Linked DNA regions of Ovis aries: region 1 is linked to region 2. The links are chromatin contacts, called in public Hi-C maps. All regions are on one chromosome and are shown on one strand. The core of a region is the stretch at or near the end of the contact, and the rest is flanking DNA. Distances in the headings are between cores, read along the strand shown. Region 1 overlaps CRISPLD2 (cysteine rich secretory protein LCCL domain containing 2). Region 2 holds the start of COTL1 (coactosin like F-actin binding protein 1).

What was found. A called contact is a pair of places that touch in the nucleus more often than the background predicts.
Region 1: a contact with region 2 is called in a Hi-C map of tail adipose tissue, with 5 times the contacts expected there. The contact joins the enhancer-like site here to the promoter of COTL1 in region 2. A contact is called at or near these places in 9 of 16 Hi-C or Micro-C datasets (hypothalamus, liver, mesenteric adipose tissue and 5 more).

What each region holds. Positions count from the first base shown.
Region 1 is chr14:10,502,872-10,509,021 of ARS-UI_Ramb_v3.0, reverse strand. All of the region lies in intron 1 of CRISPLD2 (cysteine rich secretory protein LCCL domain containing 2), which reads right to left. Among named protein-coding and RNA genes, the nearest start is that of CRISPLD2, 23 kb to the right of the region's middle. Within about 2 kb of position 2,896, at least 8 of the 54 cell types and tissues checked have an H3K27ac peak or open chromatin away from gene starts, as enhancers often do. A contact at or near this core is called in tail adipose tissue, where this site is marked.
Region 2 is chr14:10,354,766-10,360,612 of ARS-UI_Ramb_v3.0, reverse strand. COTL1 (coactosin like F-actin binding protein 1) reads left to right here and starts at 2,354. Exons shown (of 4, transcript XM_004014943.4): 1 at 2,354-2,613; 2 at 2,882-2,964. The coding sequence starts at 2,537.

The sequences.
Region 1 (6,150 bases), core at 1,647-4,146, 150 kb before region 2:
CCCTTTTTCCCATGAGTCTTGGAAGGATGCTGTTCCCTTGACTCTAAACTGTGAGACCAAGAATATGGCAGAAGGATGCTGGGCCAGGCCTTAAGGATCTGGCAGCTTCCACTTCTTCCTTGTGGGACACATGTTCTTGGGAGCCCACCACCATGCCAGGAGGAAGCCCAAGCTGCCCCCAGGGAGGGGAGCTGGCAGGCAGCACCAACGTGCAGTCATGAATGCGGGTCCTTCAGACCCAGCAAAACGATTGACTGGTGATGCTCTGAGTCATTAAGTTTAGGGGGTGCTTTCTTGTTCTGCAATAGGTGACCGGAACAGGGAGGGGTGATCCACTCTTTCCTGTTACAGCATGGGGCTGGGCACACAGTGGGCACGCACCAAATGTTCAAGGACTGAAATACAATCATCTCTGACTCCCAAGAAACTACTCAACAATGACAACAACTGGAGGCATTCATACCCTGTGATCTATTATTATACGAAACATGCCCAGGTTCTGTGCTCCTTCTTGCCTAAACCAAGACAAACTGAGATTATTTCCAAATGATGGGGTGGCTTCTGTGTTCCTATTAAATAATGGCCCTCATGGAAGACAGACTTCCGGAGCCCCTGGCAGGCGCTGGCTGGTGAGTCAGTGAGACCTGCAGATGCACAAGCCCTGGCGGGTCTGACCCGGGGACAACTGCGAGGACGGCCTCACCCTGCACACACGTGTTCCAGGTCGGTGTCGTCAGCTGGGTAACGTGGGTCTGCTGCTGACTGGGTCCCACTTTCCACTCAGGCCAAAGCTGGAGAGGTCTCCTCCCGGGAGTCACGGCCCTGTGGTCAGTGGGGCAGGGACCCCGCATCCTCGCCCCCTGTGTCTCCAGCCCTCAGCTCATCACCAGGCGGAGTTTAATGCTCCTCCCTTGGGCCTGGCCTGGCCGTATGGTTTTACTCTGGACAACAGGCTGTGAGGGAAGGGATGGGGCACCCGCTCCAAGCCTGGGACCCACGGGGTCTGCAGTTTCTGCTCTTGGTCTCTCAGACCAGAGACAGGTATGATATGGGGAAGCCCGGTCTAGCCCACAGGAGGATGAGAGGATGGGGTGGGGGTAGCCAAGGACCCCGGACTGTGCCTGAGCTGCCAGCCAGCCCCCACTGCCAGGCACCTGGGCAAGTGGCCTCGGACCCCTAGCCCTAGCCGAGTTGTCAGTCACCTGAGCCAAGGCCTGAGGCAGGGAACCTAGACTTCGTCTTTCGTGTTGAGTTCGGGCTGCGCTGGGTGTCTGTCGTGACGTGCGGACTCTTCTCTAGTTGCGGTGTGCGCTGGCGCCTCGTCGCGATGCCTATGCTGCTGCTATGGAGCAAGGCTCCAGAGTATGGGCTTAGCAGTTGTGGCGCACAGGCTTAGGCCTCGCAGCATGTGGGACCTTCCAGACCAGGGATCCAACCTGCGTCCCCTGCACGGGAAAGCAGATTCTTAACCACTGGACCACCAGGGAAGTCCCAGACCTAGACTTCACATCTGGCTTGACTGCCGTCTCCAGCTCCTCCCTGCCATGGACGTTCCCTTCCCCTCGAAGGCTCTGTGATGAGCTGAGTAACACCCCCAGGAGGAGCACAGCCTGATCACTGAAGCCTGGAATGCATCGATGAGACGGGAGGGTGGCATCACCGACTCGATGCACGTGAGTCTGAGCAAACTCTGGGAGATGGTGAAGGACAGGGAAGCCTGGTGTGCTGCAGTAAATGGGGTCGCAAGGAGCTGGACACAACTGAGCGAAAAACAGCTGACGCATCAGTCTCCTAGGGCTGCTGCAAACAACCAAAAACGGGGTGGGGTGTGAAACAACAGAGACTTGTGCTCTCAAAGCTCTGGAGGCCGGAAGTTCAAAATCCAGGCATCGGCAGGGCCATGCTTGCTCCAAAACCCTCAGGGAGGATGAAGTCCACGCCTCCTCAGCTTCCACCTGTCTTGACGATCCTCGGGCTTCCTGGTTTCTACGTTCCTCCCATCCCTGACTCCGAAGTCACAAGGCTGTCTTCCCTGAGTATCTGTGTCCAAATTTCCCTCTTTTTACAAGACACCAGTGACTGGATGGGGGCTACCCCACTCAGGTAGGACCCCAACTTGATTACATCTGCAAAGACCGCATTTCCAAAGAAGGTCATGTTCTGAGGGCTGAGTGGAGATGAAATCTGGGGGAACACTAGTCCAATCACCACACTTTGTAGGAGGGGCTTTATTAAGGTGATTAGGATCTGGGAATGAAGAACTACCCTGAATTATCCTGTGGGTGTAGTGTGATCACAAGGCTCCTTTTGAGAGGCAGGGAGGCAGGGGTCAGAGTCAGAGGAGAAGGAGGAGTGAGGTACAATCAGAGGGACGTACTCCGAGGATGGAGGAGGGGGCCATGAGCCAAAGGATTTAAGAAACAGATTCTCTCCTGGAGTCTCCAGAAGGAACCCTGACTAGTCCCGTGAGACCCTTTCAGGCTTCTGACCTCCAGCCCAGCAGGACAGTAGGTTTGTGCTGATTTATGTGGCTGAGCGCTAAAGAACCTGCCTGCCAATGCAGGAGATGCAGCAGACGTGGCCTTGACCCCTGGGTCAGGAAGATCCCCTGGAGGAAGGTACGGTGACCCACTCCAGCACTCTTGCCTGGAGAATATCATGGACAGAGCAGCCTGGAGTCCATGGGGTGGCAAGAGCTGGACACGACTGAGCATGCGCATTTCATTTCACATGCTGTCTTAAGTCTCTAAGGTTGGGTCACTTACTACAGCAGCCACAGAACATTAACGCAGATCCCATGATTCACTGTGATTGCAAAAGGGTATCTGGGCGGCCACGGAGCTAGGCCACAGCCTTCTGCGATGCCCCTTGCAGGGTGAATCAGCCAGGGCGCAGGGAATGGCTTCCAGGCAGCGTGGCTCGCAGACCACACAGCCCTCAGCACAGCCTGAGTCATCTGCTCCAAGAGCTGCTTCCTCGGAGCCTCTTTACCAGAAACGTCCTGGGTTCGTCTGGTTATTTTTCTAGCAATCATGTAACATGTTCCAGATGTAGGAATTGGATGGGGGCCAGCCCTAGGCTTTGTTCTGGTGGGCAGTAGCCGCCTTCCACCATCAGGGAAGCCCTGGACGGCCTGCAGAAGCTGGGACCAGACTGGACGTGACCGTGGCCAAGGCATCTTCATGCTATCCTCCTCCTCCACGTGCTTCTCACCCCTGTGGGAGAGGCAGCTACGCTCACTCCACTTCCGCTCAGAGGTGTGTGCTTATCTTCTAGAACAGGGTGGGTGGGGTGGTGCGGGGAGTGGTAACTAGTTTAAACTTGACAATAAGCAGTGCCCCAGTCTCTGTCCCTTGACAGCATCTCTGCTCATTTGCAGAGTCTCAGGTCACTTGTCTGAGATGTGCCATCTGGAGCTTCTCATGGGTGCATCTTCCTCGACTCTCTCCTTCCTACAATGATGCTTCACGGGGCAGGAGCTGTTTCGGGTCTTTGTGGTTTTGCCGGGGCAGGGGTAATCCACTCAACCCCCAGATCTTTTTATGACACTGGAGCCAAGATTAGGGTCCTGTGGCTGCCAGAACAAATGACCACACACTGGAGGGGGTGCAGAGGGGATGCTTAAGACAACAGGAATTGATGTTCTCGCAGTTCTGGTGGCCAGGAGTCTGAAAACAAGGTGTGGCTGAGGTATGTCTCCCTCCTAAGGTTCTGGAGAAACCTCTCCTGCCCTTTCCAGTCTCCAGTGGCTCGGGGGTTCCTGTGGCCGCTTCTCCCCAGCCTCTGCCTCCATCCTCACCCGGCCCCTCCTCTTCTCAGAGGGACAGTGATCACTGCACGTAGAGCCTGCCTGGCTGATCTCCTCTTGAGATGGGCCACTTGATCACACCTACAGACTCTTTTTCCAAGCAAGGTCACATTTGCCAGTCTGGGGGCCAGCATGTGGACACAGCTTTTTACCAGCCCCCCATCAACGCTACAGCAACACTACCTGGGCTCAGCTCTGGCTACTCCCTCCTAACCAGGCCGCCCCACAGCAGCCTGGACACACAGCGCTGTCCCATGTTGGAGCTGGGCCTGCACGTGGTTGTTCGGGGAAGCACACTGACTGAACCCACACACAGGCCACGCACTGTAGTAAGCATTGCATGGGATGTTTTACAACAGGAGATCCTGGTAAGGAACATGGAACTAATAAGCCACCACCACTGGAAAGAGTTTGGGAAAGGTCAAAAGGAAACGCCATGTGTCCTACCACCTTTCAGAATCCGTGCTGGCATCCTTCTTGGCTGAGCAATGTGTGCACCACCAGGAAGGACCGAGCCAGAATGACCAGCCAGAGACAACCCGGAAACTAATCCCATCACTATGAAACCCAAGGCTGAGCCATGTGCCAGAGCAGCTCTCCAGGGTCCCCTCACCCTCCTGCTCTCCGCCCGGGTGCCCCTTCCCAAAAAGTCTCTTGCTTTGTCAGCACACGTGTCTCCTCTGACAGTTCATTTCCTAGTGTTAGACAAGCGCTCGAAAAGGGGTCCCCCATCCTGCAACATGGTGGTCTCCCCTCTGTGTGGCACTGGGGGTAGCTCTGAGTCCTTCTGCTTTCTGCCTCCCCCTTAATCTACCTTCCTCCATCAACTTTGGGGGGACGCAAGGGGGCAGCTCAGGACATGCCTCCCCACTTCTTTCTCATCCCTCGCCTCACCTGGCTGAAGCTGGGAAGGAGGGATACCCCTTTGGCGGACCCTGAATTTTATTCCCCTCTGGCTGGTTATCAGCTTGAAGGTCAAGTTCAATGGGCCTCTTTTGTTGTTGTTGTTGTTAACTGAAGCATGGTTGATTTTCAACATTGTGTTAATTTCAGGTGCACAGCAAAGTGATTCATTTATACATATGGATATATTGCTTTTCAGATTCTTTTCCACTATAGATTATTAAAAAATACTGAGTATAGTTTCTCAATAAAGGACAGAAATGGTATGGACCTAACAGAAGCAGAAGATATTAAGAAGAGGTGGCAAGAATACACAGAAGAACTGTACAAAAAGATCTTCACAACCCAGATACTCATGATGGTGTGGTCACTCACCTAAAGCCAGACATCCTGGAATGTGAAGTCAAGTGGGCCTTAAGAAGCATCACTATGAACAAAGCTAGTGGAAGTGATGGAATTCCAGTTGAGCTATTTCAAATCCTGAAAGATGATGCTGTGAAAGTACTGCACTCAAGATGCTGCCAGCAACTTTGGAAAACTCAGCAGTGGCCACAGGACTGGAAAAGGTCAGTTTTCATTCTAATCCCAAAGAAAGGTAATACCAAAGAATGCTCAAACTACCACACAATTGCACTCATCTCACACGCTAGTAAAGTAATGCTCAAAATTCTCCAAGCCAGGCTTCAACAATACATGAATCGTAAAATTCCAGATGTTCAAGCTGGTTTTAGAAAGGCGGAGGAACCAGAAATCAAATTGCCAACATCCGCTGGATCATGGAAAAGCAAGAGTTCCAGAAAACCATCTGTTTCTGCTTTATTGACTATGCCAAAGCCTTTGACTGTGTGGGTCACAATAAACTGTGGAAAATTCTGAAAGAGATGGGAATACAGACCACCTGACCTGCCTCTTGAGAAACCTATATGCAGGTCAGGAAACAACAGTTAGAACTGGACATGGAACAACAGACTGGTTCCCAATAGGAAAAGGAGTACATCAAAGGTGTATATTGTCACTCTGCTTATTTAACTTATATGCAGAGTATATCATGAGAAATGCCAGGCTGGATAAAGCACAAGCTGGAATCAAGATTGCCGGGAGAAATATCAATCACCTCAGATATGCAGATGACACCACCCTTATGGCAGAAAGTGAAGAGGAACTGAAGAGCCTCTTGATGAAAGTGAAAGAGGAGAGTGAAAAAGTTGGCTTAAAACTCAACATTCAGAAAACGAAGATCATGGCATCTGGTCCCATCACTTCATGGGAAATAGATGGGGAAACAGTGGTAAACAGTGTCAGATTTTATTTTGAGGGGCTCCAAAATCACTGCAGATGGTGACTGCAGCCATGAAATTAAAAGACACAATGGCAACCCACTCCAGTACTCTTGCCTGGAAAATCCCATAGACGGAGGAGCCCGGTAGGCTACAGTCCAC
Region 2 (5,847 bases), core at 1,105-3,604:
AATCTCTGAGTGTAGGACCAAGGCACACGGGGCGCCCTATGTCCTGTTGATGTTTCTAGGGGAAACTGGCCAAGAGCACAGAGATTTCCAACTTTGCTATATATTGACAAGTGGCTTCCATGCCTGGTTGTGCTCACTTGCACTCCCACCAGCTTGTATGAGATGGCCTGGGTCTTCATGGCTTCATCAACAAAGCATGCTTGTCAAATTTTGCTCTTTGCTAAACTGTTAGGTTTTTTTTTTTTTTAAGTTATCTCAGTTTTGCTTCAATTTGCATTTCTCTTATTAGGGCTTGAGATTGAACATCTTCTCATTGTTTAAGAGCCTTCTGATCTGTCTGGTCATATCCTGTGCTCACTTTTCTTTTCTCTGCCTTCTCTCTGGCTGTGCCACAGGGCTTGCAAGATCTTAGTTCCCCAAACCCAGCCCTCCTCACCTCCCCAGGAGTGGAAGCATGGAGTCCTAACCGCTGGACTGCCAGGGAATTCCCTCTTTTTTCGAGGTTGGTTTCTCTACATGTCAGTGAGATAAATTTTTCCTGATTTGAGTTGCAAATACTTTCTACTGCTCTACTGCCTTGTTTTGTTTTCTTTTTCTTCCCCTCGAAGAAGACTTTTTACATATCTGAATGTATCTATCTTTTGTTATGGCTTTTGGATTTTGAGTCATGGTTAGTTTGGTTTCCCATTCCAATCTTATAAAGGAAGCTTCCCATGTGTTCTTATGGCACTTTTGTGGTTTCCTTTATTTACAGGCAAATCTTCGATCCTTTTGGAATTTACCCTTATCTGCAGTGTGAGGTATGGATCCATCTTTGGTTTGATTTCTAATAGCTAATTATCTCATTATCTTCATCAGGGAGCTGCTTTGAACTGTATCCAACTGGAATTGTTTTGCCTTTTAATTTACAGCAATACCAGCTCCTACTTTTCCCACTCACCTCCCCCCATGTGTCTGTTCAATGCTTGATTGATTTTTGTTTGTTTACCATTGATAATTAATTTTATTATTAATTAAACATTGTCCCTGACCTTTGGGGTTTCTATTTACGATTTATTTTAGTTGATAACCAACAACAATGACCTTTTGTTGAATGTCTAACATATTTGTTTACAAGTTTCATTAAACATTAATCATAAAGCAAACCTATGATGTCAGTTGTAGTTGTTGTTTAGTCGCTATGTGCGACTCTTATGTTGTCGGTACTATTACTATCCCATTGGAGGAAAGTAATCAGAGAGTTTTTGAGGCTTGTCCAAAGGCCCACAGTTAAAAAGAGGCAACACTGGATGCAATTCAAGAGCCGAGTCTTGGGGGGTCCAGCCTTTTTACTTGCCTCAACCCTGTAACTGGTCTTTGTGGAATTATTGCAGGAGGGAATGAATGAGTGAGTCAGTGAGGGAAGGAAGAAGACAGAATGAGTCAGCTCCTGCCCTCAGTGGAACCCAAAGGGGGAGATAAGATGTGAATGCAAATAACCAGAGCACAGAGTAAACAGTGATCCCACCAGTGTTTCAGAAGCAGTCCACTTTCTATCCCCTCCTATTTAACAATCTTACTTCTTTCCGATTTCTCCCTACCTAGAAACCACGGAGCCCAACACTGGGGCGGGGCAGTTTGATGCAGTAAGTCACCCATGTGGAGCTTCCCTGTGGAGCTCTGCAGCCCAGGAGCCCTGGTGGGGAGGAGGGAGGTAGAGGAAGGGATAGGGAGGAGGGGGGATGCAAAGTGAGAGAGAGAGAGAGGACAAAAGCTTGAAGACAAGGAATAGGAAGGAGGTAAACGGAGTTGTTGTTTGGGGGCGATAAGGAGGACTAGGGGTAGGAGGTGGGGGAAGGGAGGGGAGGTGGGAATAGGGAGGCAGGAGGGAGAAGGGGTTAGGGAAGTGGGAAGAGCAAGGGGAGGAGGTGAGGTGAGGAGCGGGTAGTGAATGAGGAGGGAGACTCGAGGAGGGAGACTCAAGGAGGGAGGAGGGAGAGGAACTAGAGAGAGGGAAAGGAGAAACAGGGCTTGGGGAGGAGGAAATGGGGGAGGAGTTAGGGGAGTGGGAGAACATCGAAAGGGTTGGGGGAAGGAGAAGAGAAGAGGAGGAGGAAGGAGAAGGGGGGAGGGAGAAGAAGAGGGGAGGAGAGAAGGGGAGGAGGGCGAAAAAGCCCCCCTCTCCAGCCCCCTTCGCAGGGTTGCGCAACCCACTCGGGCTGGTATTGGCCGCTGGTGAGTAAAGACGCCACGCCCCCGATACGCGCTAAGACCAATAGAAATAGGGGGCGGGGCTTAATGCGTCCTGGAAGGCCAATGGGCGAGGGGGGCGGGACTGCGTGGCCTGGGTCTAGCTTGCGCTCCTCGCGCATTCGGAGCCACAGCTGCTCTCGGAGCTCGGAGCTCGCCTTCTCTCGCTGCTGTTGCCAACCGCCCGCCCGCTTGCCCGCCCGCCTTCCGCGCGTCCCCGCCCCGCTCCGCTCCGATCCCTGCAGCTGGCCCCAAGCGCGCTCATCTTTCGCTGCGAGCACAGTATCCCCACTGCGGCCCCGCGGCGATGGCCACCAAGATCGACAAAGAGGCTTGCCGAACGGCGTACAACCTGGTGCGCGACGACAGCTCGGCCGTCATCTGGTGAGGAACTTTGCATTGCTCTTCGAGCCCCGCTGCCTGAGCTCGCGAGGGCCCTGGTGCGCTGAGCCGTCTTCCAGACGGGACGGATTAAGGGTCATCCCCGTGCGGTCTCCCCGCAGCCTTAACCCGGGACAGCGTGGAAAGCCAGCGCTGGCTTTTCGCTAGCCAGAGCATCTCTTAGATTGTTCTGTGGAAGCTCGGCACCGTTCAGGCACCAACGCTGATGTGTATGTGTATGTGTGTGTTTTTCTCTTCTCCCAATCCAAAGGGTGACTTTTAAATATGACGGCTCCACCATCGTCCCCGGCGAGCAGGGAGCGGAATATCAGGACTTCATCCAACAGTGCACAGGTAGGGAGACACGCCTTCTGGGGGACTCCCGGTCTTTTGGAACAAGGTCAATGCTAGGGAGGAGCCTGAGGCTACCCTGGGCGCCCCCAGCGCTGGAGGAACCAGATTGGAGCGTTCTAAAGCCTCCACAACGCCTTCTCCCGTCTGGGCATCCAGAACAACCAGAGGTGACCGGCAGCCTCCTCCCTCTCACAGTAACCTTTTCAGGCGGGACAGCTCCTTTGCCCCCACGGTCACTAGCTTTCCACCGTTAACTCACGGAGTTCCATACTCCAGGGTCCAGCCCTCCCGGGTTTCCCCTTTCATCAGTCAGAGAGCCAAAATAAAAACAATCCTGGTGCTTATCGAAGGAGAAAGGAATGGTTAGCGACAGCCCCCTCCTTTCTCCTGCCGTCATTGTCCATGTGCTGGTGATGTGTTTTTGTTTGTAGAATATAGAGCAGAATATGAACACATACATGCCATATGATCCCATTTATGTGAAATTTTAGAAAAGGCAAAGCTAATCTGCAGCGTGAAAAGTCAGAAGAGTGGTCCCGCTTGTGGGTGGCTAGCCACTGACTGGGAGAGGCACATGGAAGGTGGGGTGGGGTCTCAAGGGGTTGGGAATATTCTGTGTTTTGAATATTCTGTATTTTGGGAGGCAGTTACACAGGTGTGTACATATAAGAAATCTGTCAAGCAAAATCTTCAGGATTTGTAAACTTTGTGCCTTTCCCTGGGTTGTCTTGAATCATTAAGTGGAAAAACCACATGCAGGTACAACCACAACCTCCCGTCCTTGCCCCCAACACACACCACTGAAGCAAAAGGCCCAGCATCACTGGCAATAAGCCCCTTTAAAGCTAAGATTGGAGGATGGACTCTTTTTCTGGGCTCTGGGCTCTGGCTTGGAAATAGATATTTTCAGACAAAGGCAGTACGGCCTGAAAGTTAGGGTGGGACCTAGAGTCAGCATGGTGGGTTTGAATCCCCTTGTGGCCGCTTTCTAGTTGTGTGGTTTGGGGCAAGTTACTTAACCTCTTGGGGCCTTGGTTTCCTCCCCTGTAATCTTAGAGGGCTGTCGAAAGGATAGGTGAGTCAGTGCCTGTACAAATGACATGGTTGTTTGTGAAATAAAAAAAAAATACAACACTGTGCTCAAGATCACGCAACGGCCCCTTTTCTTTATTCAAATTACTATTTTGAATTTATTCTAATTCAAATAATATCTATAAAGTGTCTGCTGTGGGCTGGGTGGTGCTGAGATTTACCATCCCTGCCCCCCCCCCCCCCCCAAAAAAAATCTCCCAACTAAAACATCTCCCAGAGCTACCTCTAGACCTTCACTTACTGCTTTTGGACAGGATTGTTTAAAATGTTGTTTAGTTAAGTCGTGTCCAACTCTTTTGTGACCCCATGGACTGTAGCCTGCCAGGCTCCTCTGTCTGTGCAATTTCTCAGGCAAGAATACTGGAGTGGGTTGCCATTTCCTTCTCCAGGGGATCTTCCCGACCCAGGGATGGAACCCAAGTCTCCTGCATTGACAGGTGGATTCTGTACCACTGAGCCATCTGAGGAACCCTTTGTTTAAAAGCAGATGTGTAAAGTACTATCACAACTCACATCTGCTGAGGTGCACGGGGCCAGGATTGAAAGCCAGGCCCCTGACTCAGGAACCCTGTCTCTCAGCCACCTCTGTCCTTTCACCACCGTGATGCCTGCTTTCACAAGTGGAGTAAGTGCAGACTCCTGGGGTTTGGTGTATAACTGGGAGGTTCAGCAGTATTTTTTGCCTTGCCGGCTCTGAGCTTTTCTCACAAGCCAGCTTCCTTCCTCTCTGGACAGTAAAGTAGCAGTTTCCTCCTGCTAGCCATCCATCATCCCCACCCCCAGCCATCAGACTGGGGTCTTCTCCTCCCACCCACCCCCCAGCTTAGGAAGCTATTGTTCTGTCCATTGAATAGGAGAAGGTGACCCCAGGAATAAAGAGCATCCTGTGAGTGGATTCTGAATTGGGGAGGCTGTGGTCAGAGAGCACTTCCTCCCTCCCTGGGGCTTTGTGGTTTGCTACTCCATCCCTTCCCCCAGTGATAGGGATGGCAGTGGGGAGGGCCTGGTGGGAGAACTAAAAATGCTTTCCCTGCTGCTTGTTGAGATTATGAATGGGCCGTGGGATCTGAAGGCTCCGTCTGCTCTGGCTGGAAGTCCGCCTTCCTTCCCCAGCCATCTGTTGGACAAATGTATAGGCGAGCTATGGTTGCCATGTCTGCTCCTGTTTGTCTTAGGAAAGCCTGTTCCATGGTGCCACTGTGTCCTCCTAACCCAGTGACCAAGGATTCGGAACGTTGACTAGTAACTTTCTACGTGCAAGTCACTGCACTGGGCACACCTTGTCTCCGTTTGTGAGCTTGCTTCCCTTCTGTAGGTGGGGAAACGGAGACCCAGAGAGGTTAAGTGACCCGCCTGCAAGTCACAGCAAGGTCGTGGCAGGCCCAGGCCTTGAACCCGGGCAGGGTGGCTTTGAGGCCTGTGCTCTTGACCTCTTCTCACTGAGAAAGTGGTTTAGAGGCCCATTTCTGAGTCGTGGAGCATCTTTGCTGGACAGCAGGTTCTGGTTGGGGCTGGTGGGATTGTTGGCAGTTACAGAAGGCACATATGCCTATTCCTGTGATGCGGGGAGGCCTCTCCGTGGCCCTCATCTCTGGCCAGGTGTCCTGACAAGCCGGAGGGTCTAGTGCTCTTGGTCTGGCATAGCTTTCCTATTTCCAAACCTCTCACAAGGTCACAGGGGACCTGGAAGCCTAAAAACAGTACCTGGTTGCTCCTCCGTCTGCCCTGGGGGAACGAGGGGGTTGGAGGGCCCCCCCACCCCCACTGTGGGCTTTTTCTCCTCCTTGACAT